Linked DNA regions of Mus musculus: regions 1 and 2 are each linked to region 3. The links are chromatin contacts, called in public promoter capture Hi-C maps. All regions are on one chromosome and are shown on one strand. The core of a region is the stretch at or near the end of the contact, and the rest is flanking DNA. Distances in the headings are between cores, read along the strand shown. Region 1 holds the start of Appbp2 (amyloid beta precursor protein (cytoplasmic tail) binding protein 2). Region 2 holds the start of Ppm1d (protein phosphatase 1D magnesium-dependent, delta isoform). Region 3 holds the start of Ppm1e (protein phosphatase 1E (PP2C domain containing)).

Evidence for each region. Promoter capture Hi-C pulls out the DNA fragments that hold promoters and counts their contacts.
Region 1: a promoter capture Hi-C map of pre-B cells shows a contact between it and region 3, with 4 times the contacts expected there. The contact joins the promoter of Appbp2 here to the promoter of Ppm1e in region 3. A contact is called at or near these places in 2 of 39 promoter capture datasets (liver and pre-B cells).
Region 2: a promoter capture Hi-C map of liver shows a contact between it and region 3, with 3 times the contacts expected there. The contact joins the promoter of Ppm1d here to the promoter of Ppm1e in region 3.

What each region holds. Positions count from the first base shown.
Region 1 is chr11:85,233,421-85,237,989 of GRCm38.p6, reverse strand. It overlaps Appbp2 (amyloid beta precursor protein (cytoplasmic tail) binding protein 2), which reads left to right and starts at 2,870. Exons shown (of 13, transcript NM_025825.3): 1 at 2,870-3,318. The coding sequence starts at 3,181. It overlaps Appbp2os (amyloid beta precursor protein (cytoplasmic tail) binding protein 2, opposite strand), which reads right to left and starts at 2,824. Exons shown (of 4, transcript NR_028329.1): 1 at 2,658-2,824; 2 at 743-850; 3 at 476-579.
Region 2 is chr11:85,309,006-85,313,312 of GRCm38.p6, reverse strand. Ppm1d (protein phosphatase 1D magnesium-dependent, delta isoform) reads right to left here and starts at 2,059. Exons shown (of 6, transcript NM_016910.3): 1 at 1,390-2,059. The coding sequence starts at 1,840.
Region 3 is chr11:87,356,972-87,361,042 of GRCm38.p6, reverse strand. Ppm1e (protein phosphatase 1E (PP2C domain containing)) reads left to right here and starts at 2,049. Exons shown (of 7, transcript NM_177167.4): 1 at 2,049-2,594. The coding sequence starts at 2,140. It overlaps Gm33937 (a long non-coding RNA gene), which reads right to left and starts at 3,514. Exons shown (of 5, transcript XR_003949755.1): 1 at 3,150-3,514; 2 at 2,173-3,017; 3 at 1,101-1,198; 4 at 775-879; 5 at 1-409.

The DNA.
Region 1 (4,569 bases), core at 1,621-4,120, 2.1 Mb after region 3:
ACGGAGTCTAAGGTGATAAGTACCTAGCAACCTTAGGGGGCTGAAATGGGGTTTTCTAGTTATCTATGGTATGTATATAATAAACCACTTCGACCCTAGTGATTGTAAAATGTGGTGAGAATTTTGGTTTCTTTAAAAACATAGAAATATTATAAGAATGTGTTTTCATTTTAATCCCCAGTGTGGTATGTGGGGTTGCCCACCGAAGCTGGCTATGATCTGCCTCATGCTCTAGCCAGGGTGCCATTTTGTCAGCTGCAGGTAGTCTTGGCAAGTGTGTGCTATTTGGAATTCTGGGGACTTTTCCGAGCGTATATAAATGCTAGGGCCCCCGAGAGGGAGAGGTGGGGTTGGTGGTGGTGGGTTGTTGTTTGCTAGGTAGTTGTGGGAAGTGAAGAAACAAGAAGAAGAAATCAGATATCCTGGTGGCAAAGATCAACCTTGTCCCAAGGAACTTGATGCCCCTACTACTCACCCCGCCTGTGACCCAGGCTGTGTCCTCTTGACCAAGGCTCCCAAGGGCATCTTGCATGTTTTAATAACATCTTCTGTTTCAAAGCCATAAAGGAATCAAGAGGTCTGTTCCCAAATTAAAGACAGAGTTCAAATGCAGGGCTTGTGCATGCCTATGCTTCTCTGCCAAGCTGCTCCCAGCCCTCTTTTTAAATCTCTAATTTTGACTATCAGCATCTACGATTTTACAGCGATGGATATGTTTGTCTGACACCCTTCATCTACTCACAGAATCTGCATCCCGGTTCTGATTCTGATGAAATATCCTAAGAGATCTGCATTCTTTCACGAATCCCTTGAATATAGATGCTGGATAAAATATAGGTATTCACTTAAACTGGAAGTGGAGATAGATAATAATGTTTTAATAGGTCATAGTGAATAGTTATATAGTTTTATACGAAAGGGATCCAAAAATATATTTGAGCCCGAAAACTAATGTAGGATTTGCTAAAGGAACTATGTTTTTTCTTTTTCTTTCTTTTGTTGTTGTTTTGTTTTTTTGGGGGGGACAGAATTTTTCTGTGTAACCCTGGCTGTGCTGGAACTTCCTTTGGAGACCAGGCTGGCCTTGATATCTGCCTGCCTCTGCCTCTCTGTACTGGGACTAAAGGTGAGTGGCACCACAGCCCAGCAGGAACTATGTTCTTTATGATCTTAAAGGGGTAGGTAAAACTACGTCATGGCTCATACATCTTAAAAACTTTCAACAGAGCATGGCTGCAGGGGCCTGTAATCCTAGCTCTCAGTAGACTGAGACAAGATTCCCTGTTCCATGTCAGTTTGGACTCCAAAGCAAAGCTCCAGTTCTACTTCTAAAAAACAAACAAATAACACCCCCCCCCCCATCGTTCCCCAAAACAAAAACAACCAAACAACAGAAATTTGAGTTCACTGCTACCCACCAGCCTCCACCCCCACCCCCTGTCTTGGGAGATAGAGAATCAGTGCAAGTTTAAATCCAAAGCTAACAAGTTATTGTTCCAGGCCAGCCATGCCCATAAGTAGGACCCTGACTCAAAATCAATCATCAATCAATCAATCAAAGGGTGTTTTAGAGGTTTCTATGTTTTTTTTTTAAACTTGATAAATCTGTCAACCCTATTTTGAGGCTGACTACAGCTTTCCCAGGTTTGTCAATTATAGCCTAAGAAATCACAGGACTGAAGAAGTTTAAATGTGTGTATGGTTAATCAGTTTCACTGGATTTAAAGTGCATTTCTCCATTTGTTTGACATGCATTCTCAGACTACTAGAAGAATTTGGTAGGCAAGCCAAAACATTTAATAGATTCTTTTTTTTTTCAATGCAAAAATGGGGAAACGGGGCTTGAATGATTGCTCAGTAAAAAAATGCTGGCAACTACCTTTGATCCCAGCACTAGCGAGGCAGAGGCAGCAAGATCTCTGTGACTTGAGGCTAGCCTGGTCTACAGATAAAGTTCTAGGAGAGCCAGGGCATGTTAAACAAATTTTTCTTCTTTTAAAAAAAAAGAAAAAAGAAAATTGTCCCAGCACTCGGGAGGCAGAGGTAGGCAGATTTCTGAGTTCGAGGCCAGCCTGGTCTACAAAGTGAGTTCCAAGACAGCCAGGGCTATACAGAGAAACCCTGTCTCGAAAAACCAAAATTTAAAATAAAATAAAATTGGATAGGGGCTGGTGAGATGGCTCAGTTGATTAAGAGCACCGACTGCTCTTCCGGAGGTCATGAGTTCAAATCCCAGCAACTACATGGTGGCTCACAACCATCCCCAATGAAAAAGAATCTATGAGCTAGGGCTGAGCGAGTAGAGCAGGAGACAACAGGGCCAGAGCAAGAGGGACAGGCCTGGAACTCACACTGTAGACCAGGCTGGCCTGGAGCTCACAGAAATCCACCTGCCTCTGTCTCTGCAGTGCTGGGATAAAAGTGATGGGCCACCACATCCCTCAATATAGATTTTCTTTGTTTGAGACAGGGTCTCACTCCATAGACCTTGACCTCAGGAGATACCCCTGCCTCTGCCTCCCAAGCGATCCATTCCAAGTGCACCACCATGCCCCGTCCGTGCTGTGCACTTTTGTGAAAAAAAGATCAGTCCTAAAGTTCGTTGATCTAAAAGATCAATTCTTAAAGTTGAAGAGGGCTGTCGTCGAAAAACTCACTGAAACGAGACTGTGTTGGAGAGCCACAGCACGCTGGATAAAACACCACTCCAACTACCGCCCAGCTTCCCCGGTGTCTCGTCCTTTAGGAACAAGCACCCAGCGCCCCTCAGACGCTCCGCGCTCTTTCTCCGCAAGTTTTCCGCCTGCCGCATTCCTTCCCGGGCGCGTCGGCGCGTCGCGCGTTGACGTCATGACGCACACACGCAGCCCCGCCCATGCAGAGCTGAGAGCCTGGACGGAACTGGGCTCGCTCTCCTGTTGGGAATGTGAGGCTCTCGGTACGGTCGTGGTCTGCGTTCGTCCGGATCTTCCGTGGCCGCCGCTACCGCCGCTACCGCCAGCACCATCTGCCCTCAGGCCGCGCGCGCACGCAGAGGCCCGGCAGCCGGGTCCGAGAGGCGCGCGCACGCCCGCTCGCCCGCGTGGTCGCCGCCCCTCGGAAGCCTCCGGAGCCTCACACGGGTTCGCTACGGAGGGAGGCGGAGGCCTGCGGGAGGAGGCGGAGGAGGAGCGAGGGAAGATGGCGGCCGTGGAGCTCGAGTGGATCCCGGAGACGCTCTACAACACCGCCATCTCCGCTGTCGTGGACAACTACATCCGCTCGCGCCGCGACATCCGCTCCTTGCCGGAGAATATCCAGTTCGACGTTTACTACAAGGTACAGGCGATCTGTTCTATCGGACCCCGCCGCTGCTCCTGGGCCGCACCCCCTTCCACGTCCACGGCCCGGCCTGTAGCTCTCGAGGTAGCGTCGGCTGCGGTGGCCGCTTTCCGATACGCCGCCACCCCCGCGTCTGCCTCCCGGTCTGTGCGGCCCGGGGGGGTTCTTGTGTGAGAGCTATCCGCCATCCCCTTAGGGGCCCCAGGGTAGGCCTGCGGGAATGCCTGACCCAGCCGAGTCCCACCCGGTCCTCTAGTCGCTGGGGTATTTTCTGTCTTCTCTAGTGTTTGTATCAGCTGGACTTTTTTGTTCCGCTCCACCCCTAATTCTCCCTACTTTGTCATCTCGTCGATCCTCTTTACCCGAGTAACTGCTTTCTTTCTTTTTCTTTTTTTTTTCCCCTCCCTTCTCTAATCCGAGTTTCGTCCCTTTCCTTTCTTTCAATCCGAAATGATTTAGTTAGGGCTTAATGAAAATGGTCTGTGGGCTTCATTTGCATATCCTTGAAAGCTTTTTTGTGTGGTTTCTAGGTTTGTTTTGGTTTTTCGGTTTACACTTTGGGTTAAATTGGGAATTTTACTAATAGATTAGTAATAGACTGGATCTTTAGAAAGGACGCAGTGAAATTCCCTGAAAGCAAGAAGTAGAAATCTGAATTATACCAATGTGTATGAAAAGTGCGATTTTGCAGCATTCTTGCGTCGCTCCCTCTCAAAAATCTGCACAGAAAGTCCCAAGTTGCTCTCCAAGGAGTTTCAAGGGTAAGTGTTCATAGACGTGGACAATTTTTGCAGTGTTCTGAGAGGGAGGAGAACTTTATGGACTCGGAGCCTCCCTTTTCCTCTCCCCCACGTTTGAGTGTGAACACTGGCCTTATTCAGGGATCCTTGCTTTGAGTCAGCGAGAATTTCAGTTTCCAGTAGCCACTTTTGCAAAATATGACCAGTAGAGCTTTTATTTTTAGATCTTTAGTATTACTTGATTAGTTAGTTGTCTCCCAGCAGTGTAATTTGATATTTAGCAGATTTGTATATTCTTATCTTTGTTCGGTGTTTTAGGGCGTTTGTTTTATTAGAGAGATTGTCTGCTTTTTCCAGCTTGAGAACATTCTTTCAGAATTAGCAACTGACATACTGCAGTCTATAAACCCTGCTGCTGCTTTGCACCAACCCTTACTTAACAGGTAAACTCATTTCTCTCCTAAATACCTGGAGAAGATTCATCTTGACAGCATGTGTTAAAATTTTT
Region 2 (4,307 bases), core at 810-3,309, 2.0 Mb after region 3:
AGCATATGGGAAATTCATATGCCCCAAGTGTACTGCAAAATAAATGAACTCTGTAATAGGTCTTTGTGTCTAATCTTAATCTTCTTTGTCTCCCTATCCACTTTTAATTCCTCTTCAGCCAATAATATAATGCATTTCTAGAATAAACTACAATGCTTTCAAGCTCTACTCAGCCCACACGAAAACAAAATAAATCCATGATAGGGGCCCAAGGGATTTGCTGGGACCTGCCTCCAAAACCCTCAGTGGCTGGTCTTCAAGTCAATCAAATACTTGGCAAAAGGCCCAACAGATGGAAAACAGATTTGAAACCAGCTAGCCTATACTGTATGACAATGCCTTTCTAAAAATACTGTGTATTTTACAAATCTGTAACAGCACTGAGTCTCTGTCTCTTTAATGAAAATAGAGTGACTTTCTTACACCACTATAAACGAAGGGTTTTTAGTGGCAGGAACATAAATTCTTTTCTGTAACAAAAATATGCACCATATACCCAGGGCAAAATAAGCAGCCATATAACCCTCGGGCATTTCTGTTATCTACAGAAGTACTGTCTGTCTCAGAGAGATTCAAAATTTAGATGGGACTACAATCACACTTAACTTTTAGGAATTAAAATACCTGTTACCAAAAACTACTTTGATGAGTAGTGACATGAGTGCTTTTCAGTATGAACTTTTGGAAAACTGAATGCAATTCTAAGTATCCCACACACACACACCAAGAAGTTAACACATGCCCCTAACATGGAGCCAATTTAATATTTAACACGTTGCACACCTTTCTCATAAACAATTCAAGGGATTACCCCAAAACACTATCACAAAAGTAAGTTGCCTATGTTACACTTCAGCCCTTCTAAATTGACTTACATCGAGCCAGAGCCATTCAGGTCAATCTGAAGAAGTGACACCACCGGTAGGAGGCAACCAAGAGGAACAAGCCCAACAAGAACAAAATTATGACAGATGCTAAGGGAACGCTCCAATTCTTGCCACCTCCTGCTTCTTTCACCTAGCCCGTGTAGAAACGTTTCTTAAATTTATCCCTCGGTTACAATCTGGCGCCGGCATTCAAACACTTCTGAGCGTGCTGCTACCAAAGTGAATTAGCGAAGGGAGAGGGGAGACTGTTGCCCCCTGATCGTAGGAGGGAGGAGATAATGCAAGGAGCGGTTGCTGGGAGACAAGCCATCCTAGCGTTTCCGAGGCCACTCGGTGTGCCTAGAACTCCAACCATGACAGTCTTCACTCGCATCCCTTGTTGGACAGCGTCGCTTGATGGATAGCGCTCTTGGTACCGGGGAGGCCCACGCGGTGCTGATGCTATAAAAAGCCCAGGGGGATAAGGGGAGAAAAGAAAAAAAGAGGCGGGCGGGGAACTTACCCAGTTTCTTCCACATGGCGAGGTGACAGGCGAGGAAACCTTTGCGGATGGCAGCGCACACCTTGGCGGGCTCGGACGAGGTGAAGCCTTTCTGCTTCTTGATGAAACCCCACAAGTGCTCCCGGGCAAACTGTGCCGCCTCCCGACCGCCGTGCCCGTCGCACACTGCAAAGAAGGCCACCGAAGAGCGGCGGCGACAGCAGCGGCCAGCGGGTAGCGAGGCCGCGGCGTCCGGGGCAGGGTCGCGGGCCGCCGCCGGGCCTTTTTCCGATGGCCCGACGCCGGCGAGAGTGGGGGTCGCCGGCAACCCGAGCGCCCGCCGCGGTACCGGCGCCGGCTTGTCCTCCGCAGCCGGCTCGGGCTCCACCACGATCTGAGTTACGTCCTCCATGTACTTCCTCCCGCCCTGGTCCGAGAAGACGCTCACTCCCAGCGAGTACAGCCCCGCCATGGCCGGCTGCCCGGGATCCCGCCGTTCCCACGCAGCCCGCCGAATTCCGAGGCGGGAGACACACTCGCCGCTCGCCGGCCAACTATTGTTTATCTTCGACGAAGCCGAGAGTGAAGAGGAGGCGGTCCCCGCGGCGGTGGGGGGGGGCGCGTGATGTCGGGACTTGTCCGCGAGAGCTGGGCCGGTCGAGTCGCGGGCGAGAGGAGCCGAGCAGCTGCGCCTGCGCACTGAACTCGCTCCCCGCCCGCCCGCGCCCACCATACAAATCAGACGTTCTTTCCCCCCCTTTCTCCTGATGACGTCACTCGGCTCGCTGAGACAGACCAATCAGGAGTCAAGAAGAGCAAGCTCGCCCCCGCCCTCCTTCCACCCCCGCATCTCTCTGCAACCGCTGATCTCGCTCGGCCCGCCGACCGGGGGAGCGCGCTCCTTGCCCGGTTTGTTTTCTCCAGCCTAGGGCTTCTGTACCCTGGGGGTTTTCCGCTGTTACTAAGCGGCTGAAGCCTCAACCTGTCATCTTTTTTTCCCCTTAAATCCCTAACGTGAGACTTCTGGCTTTTCCCCTTTGGTCCTTTTGCAGAGCCAGTTTTGCCTCCCGCGATTGTGGAAAATTTGCAGAGGTCAAAGGTAGACTTGACCTTCCACTTATTTCAAGCGAAATGGCGCGAAAATGCCCTGCAAAGTCGTTGGTCCGTGCGCTAGACCAGCGTAGCACGCGTGAACTGGCTTGGGTGGGACTTGTCCGGCTGGGAGTTAAGGGAAGCAGTCGGGTTTACTTAAGAAGACTTGGAATTTTCCACCGCCAGTTGCACAGCCCTGTTTTCCGCGATAACGTTAGGTCGGAGACCTGTCGGCGAGTTTAATTCCTAACACTTTACAGCCCTTTTTTTTTTTTAAGTATTTTGCATATTTCTTCCTCTTTTCAGCGTCGTTAATACTTTTTCGGACTCGTCTTGAATACAGCTATTACTGCAGAATCTAAGTTACCGTTTGGAAAAGGAGCATACAACAGGATCTCCATGCCCTAAAGACACGGTTATTTCCCTCCGTTCACAGAAGTTGACAGTCCCAACAACAAAATGAATGCTTTTAGACTGATTTCCACGAAATTGAAATAAGTTCTCGAGTGATCAACTTAATATTTTCTTAGCACCATATTCTTTTGAGGGAGTCAACGTGTTCCTTTATTATTTTCTGTACAGCCTTTGAGATTTCACAAAAAGCGTAATGGAAACTTATTTACAGCAGCATGGGAAATGCAAACAACAAGGAAAGGCTTTATGCTGGCCTGCCTTTCAACAACAGTTTCTATACCTCCCAAGACAATTCCTTTTAAAATTGTCATTAAATATTTATTTCATTTTCATTATGTGTGTATCTCTGTGGATGTTGTGTGGAGTCCCAACCCTCCGCCTACAACTGGAGTTACAGGTGGTTGTGAGCCAGATAGGCGCTCCAAACCAAAAAGCAGTGCAGGCTCTTAACCACTGAGCCATCTCTCCACTCCCCTAAAACAGCATTCTGAAATAACTGGGCCTTAACTTTTTTTAATTACTTTTTTTTTATGTACATTGGTGTTTTGCCTGTATGTGTGAGGGAGTCAGATTTCCTGGAACAGAAGTTACATACAGTTGTGAGCTGCCTTGTAGGTGCTGAAAATTGAACCTGGGTCCTCTGGAAATCCAGCCAGTGCTTCCAACCACCATCTATCTCCCCGGTCCCTTTAACAGTTTTTTTTCCCCATTTTTTATTAGGTATTTAGCTCATTTACATTTCCAATGCTATACCAAAAGTCCCCCTACCCACCCACCCCCACTCCCCTACGCACCCACTCCCCCTTTTTGGCCCTGGCGTTCCCCTGTACTGGGGCATATAAAGTTTGCGTGTCCAATGGGCCTCTCTTTCCAGTGATGGCCGACTATGCCATCTTTTGATACATATGCAGCTAGAGTCAAGAGCTCTGGGGTACTGGTTAGTTCATAATGTTGTTCCACCTATAGGGTTGCAGATCCCTTTAGCTCCTTGGGTACTTTCTCTAGCTCCTCCATTGGGAGCCCTGTGATCCATCCATTAGCTGACTGTGAGCATCCACTTCTGTGTTTGCTAGGCCCCGGCATAGTCTCACAAGAGACAGCTACATCTGGGTCCTTTCGATAAAATCTTGCTAGTGTATGCAATGGTGTCAGCGTTTGGATGCTGATTATGGGGTGGATCCCTGGATATGGCAGTCTCTACATGGTCCATCCTTTCGTCTCCCTTTAACAGTTTTTAATTCATTTATTTGTTAGAATTGAACAGAACCCTTAACATGTTTAGCAATTATTGGAGCAATTTTGTGTTTTGGGGTGTGGGGGAGATGTTGAGACAGGGTTTCTCTGTGTAGTCCTAGTAGACCAGGATGGCCTCGAAGTCAGATCTGCCTGCTCAGCCCCTGGAGTACTAGAATTAAAAGCCTGTGCCAACACTG
Region 3 (4,071 bases), core at 800-3,299:
TTGACAGCTATGCACTCCTGAACTAAAATGTCACTGTGTTAAAATTGGGGATAGTAAGAGTTTGTTGGAATGTAAAATTGGCGTTTAAAGTTGCTGCAGCCTAGAAAGTTGTCACTCCATTATTATTATTATTATTATTATTATTATTATTATTATTATTATTAAAGGTCTTACTACATAGCCTTGGATGACCTAGGACTTGACAGTCCAGGCTGACCTAGGACTCAGAGCACCACTGGTCTCTGCCTCCAGAGTACTGGGATTAAGGGTTGTGCCAGCACCCCAGCTCTTCTCTAGTTTTTCTGAAATGGCAGTAAGCAAGTAGGTCGAAAACAAATGACTTTGAGGGCTTTCTTGGCATCCCATGGAGCAGTTTCTTTCTACAGACTAGTTTGGTCTTTCCATTCATCTTAGGAAAAAAAATAGAAAAAATTCTAAGTGCATTATTTACTATACACTTTCTATCATGTATTATTTAATCTTGACCTAGGAGAGAGCATAGAACTCTATTTTACATGATACCATTAGTAAGTTCAACCCACTTAATCTTAAAATAACAGTATCGGGTCAGGGATTTAAAAATACAGCATTATAGGAAAACAGTTGGTGAGAACGCACCCTCTTCTGTCATTAATAACTGACTGGAAATGGTATTTCTGATCCTAAATCCAGCTGAAACCCAGAAACAATAAATGGAGAGATGGAGTGGATAATTTGTGAGTACATGTTTTTTCAAAGCAGAGGGGAAAAATCACTATGTTTGTGCTGAATTACATGCTGCCGTGGACGTGGTAGTATGCAGCAATGATGCTATCATCCATACAGCTGTACAGCACAGCATCTTCAAAGCACCCACCACCAACATCATCACCATGAAGCCTGAAAATAATAGGTTTGTTTATAGTTTGGTAAGAAAATTAGAATAATTTAAAGTCATTTCAGTTCTAGCTTGGGGGAGGGAGTAAGAAGAGACACAGGAGGTGGTGGGGAAGAACAAACAAAATATAGACAAAATACGGATTATATGGTAGGATAATATAATATAATGACATGCATTATACAGAAACTAAGCAGGGGTTTTTGGGTGATGGAAAACTTACAAGTGAAATCTACCACTTCAATCTCGGATTGAATTCTTGTTGCATCGCTTGCTTTTGACCTTGAGCAAAGTCACTGTTTTGAAGGCTTGTTTCCTCATCTGTAAAACAGAATCCTAACGGTAATAACCTTTGCCTTAAAAGGCTGTGAGGATTAGAGACGAACACGTGTAAACTGCAAAGCCCTATATAAATAAGACATTGTGTAGATACGAGGCACAGCTAGATTTTCATAGAGCAGAGTTAAGGGGAAAGATTCTAAAGGCTTTGGAGACTTTGAAAGGGGCTCTAACACCAATGCCACAGCTAGAAAGTCTTGACTTTTAAGCAAGCGAATTACTGTTTAATTTCTCACGTTCATCTTTTTGAGAAAGGAGGATACATAGAATCAAACGAAAGAACCTAGACAAAGGAAACTACCCTTTTTGGGTGCTCGTGCCTGGACCTTTACTTTTTCAACACATATCATTAGTAAAAGGTGTTTACTGCGTGCCATCGGATCAAGAGATATACTACGGCAAGGCAAGCAGATAAGGAAACTGAAGTCAGTACACTCCTGGTGGAACCAACAGAGATGTCTCAGTGCTTATCATGAAACTAGGGTCTTCACCCCACAAAGACCATTCGAAGTTGGAGTGCAGGAGTCCAGCGTCCTTACCACTCCACAGACTCGACGGGAGGGACCTTGGAATTCTTAATTAGAACCGGTTGCCATGGCGACAGTCTCTAGGCAGCGTGGGCTGAGCTCTCGGTAGGGATTGCGGGTGGGCCGCCGCTGGACCCTGTGCGCGCGCCCGCCACCAACTTTCCCTCCAGACCGGAGCGGGGTGGCGCGCTCCGCCCCCGCCCCCGGGCCGCGCACGTCCGAGCTCGGTGGCGCGCACGCCTGCGGGAGCCCTCTCCAGGCAACCCAGTGCTGATCGCCGGTGCCCGTGCGGCCGTTCCCCCTCCGTAGCGGGAGGCGAGGCTCCGAAGCAGCCCCCTCCTCCTCCTGGGCTCACCTCCCACCCCCTTCCCGGTGGACCTCGGGGCATGAGCAACGATGGCGGGCTGCATCCCTGAGGAGAAAACTTACCGGCGCTTCCTGGAGCTGTTCCTGGGCGAGTTCCGCGGACCGTGCGGTGGCGGCGAGCCAGAGCCCGAACCCGAATCCGAGCCCGAGCCCGAGCCCGAAGCCGAGCTAGTCGCGGCTGAGGCGGCCGAGGCTTCGGGGGAGGAACCGGGGGAGGACGCTGCGACGGTAGAGGCGACCGAGGAGGGGGAGCAGGACCAAGACCCCGAGCCCGAAGACGAGGCGGTGGAGGAGGAGACGGCGACGGAGGGCGAGGAGGAGGAAGAGGAGGAAGCGGCTGCCCCGGGGCACTCGGCCGTGCCGCCACCGCCGCAGCCCCAGCTGCCACCGCTGCCCCCGCTCCCACGGCCGCTGTCGGAGCGCATCACCCGAGAGGAGGTGGAGGGCGAGAGCCTGGACCTGTGCCTGCAGCAGCTCTACAAATAGTTAAGTAGCGGGGCTCGGCCGCGGGTGGGCCGCCATCCCCGGGGTGCCGGCCTGGGTTCCCGTCCCCGCTACCCATGTCCCCGCGGGGCACCCGGGCGGGGTCCCCCCCGCCTGCCCCCGGCCCCTCTTCGCTGGCCCTCTCGGCCAGCTTCTCGGCCACTTCGCACACCTTCCTCCAGAACCTTCCTGCCAAGGTCTTCCCTCCCGTCTTGGGCTCCCCATTCTTCCCTGCGCCTTTCTTCCCGGGGTTTCCTCCCACCTTCGTCTGTCTGTCCTTTCCCGGGCTGCGTTCCTTGTTGGGCGGTGGGGACGCGCGACTCCTTTACAGGCAGTAAGAGGTGCCTTTCTACATAACCGCAACAAAGCTAATACCGTCGGTGCCCAGAGGAGCCCAGACCCCTAGATTTTCCGTCAGGCGCTCACTGTTGAAATGAAAAGGCTCTATAGATGGCTTTCTTACGTGAGAGCCTAGTATCATACTTTGCAGACATTTGACAGCATATAATTGAGAGCGGTAGGGAGGAATTGGGAAGGAAGGGTAAGTAAAACCCTACCGAGCAAGCCGTTAGGTGAAAAGACGAGGTCGTAAGTCAGAAAAGTCAGCCTGGTTGGATAAAATTGCAATTAAGTGCAGTATTTTCAGTCCATTAAGTAGATGGGGTGGGAGGTGGGAGAAAAGCAGATGGCTTAGCTACCCAGATGCAAGTCTAAAATAGAAAGGTCAAGGCTTTGCCTTTCATCCGAGTTCTGCTTTTTATGGGCTTGAAATAGAAACGGTTTACAATCGCGTTTCTTTCCAAATGGAATTGTTCTGAAATAATGCCTCTGCAAACACTGGGAAACCCGAGAGTCTTTTGCCATTCAGCTAATAGTTGTAATGAAAGGTGTTACTCTGACCACCCCAAAAGTTTACTATCGCAAGATTCACTGCGGCTAAGTTCAAACCCACTTCCTGGATTTCTCCAAAGCCTGGAGGGGGCTAGAAAAGAAAGCTATTTTGTCTTCATCAGACCTCATAGACAACTGATCAAACCATTCTCCTGTTAAAAGCAGCAGCCTGTCAAAGGGAAAAGCCACTGAGCAGATCTGTAGAATTGGACTGTGCGGATGCCACACTTTATAAACCATCCAGTAATTAATTTTAAAATACTGTTCAATTACCAGGGGAATTGTGTGTTTTGGGGAAATGCAAAAATAAAATGGCGTGTAATACCACCACCTGGGGATAAACAGCATTAATGGTTGAGTATTTCTTTTTTTTTTTTTTTAACTATCACAGAAAAGGACCTACAGAATGCCATTTTAAAAAAATTACATGATTCAGACACTTAAATATAGTGGAAGTATTTACCAAAGTGAAGGGATTTATCTCAGACTAGTACTATCTGGACAGTTTTTACCCTTACACATATGCTCCCAGAACAATTTAAGGATTAGGGACGCTCCCATACTGCCATTAATGTAGTACAGTCTGAA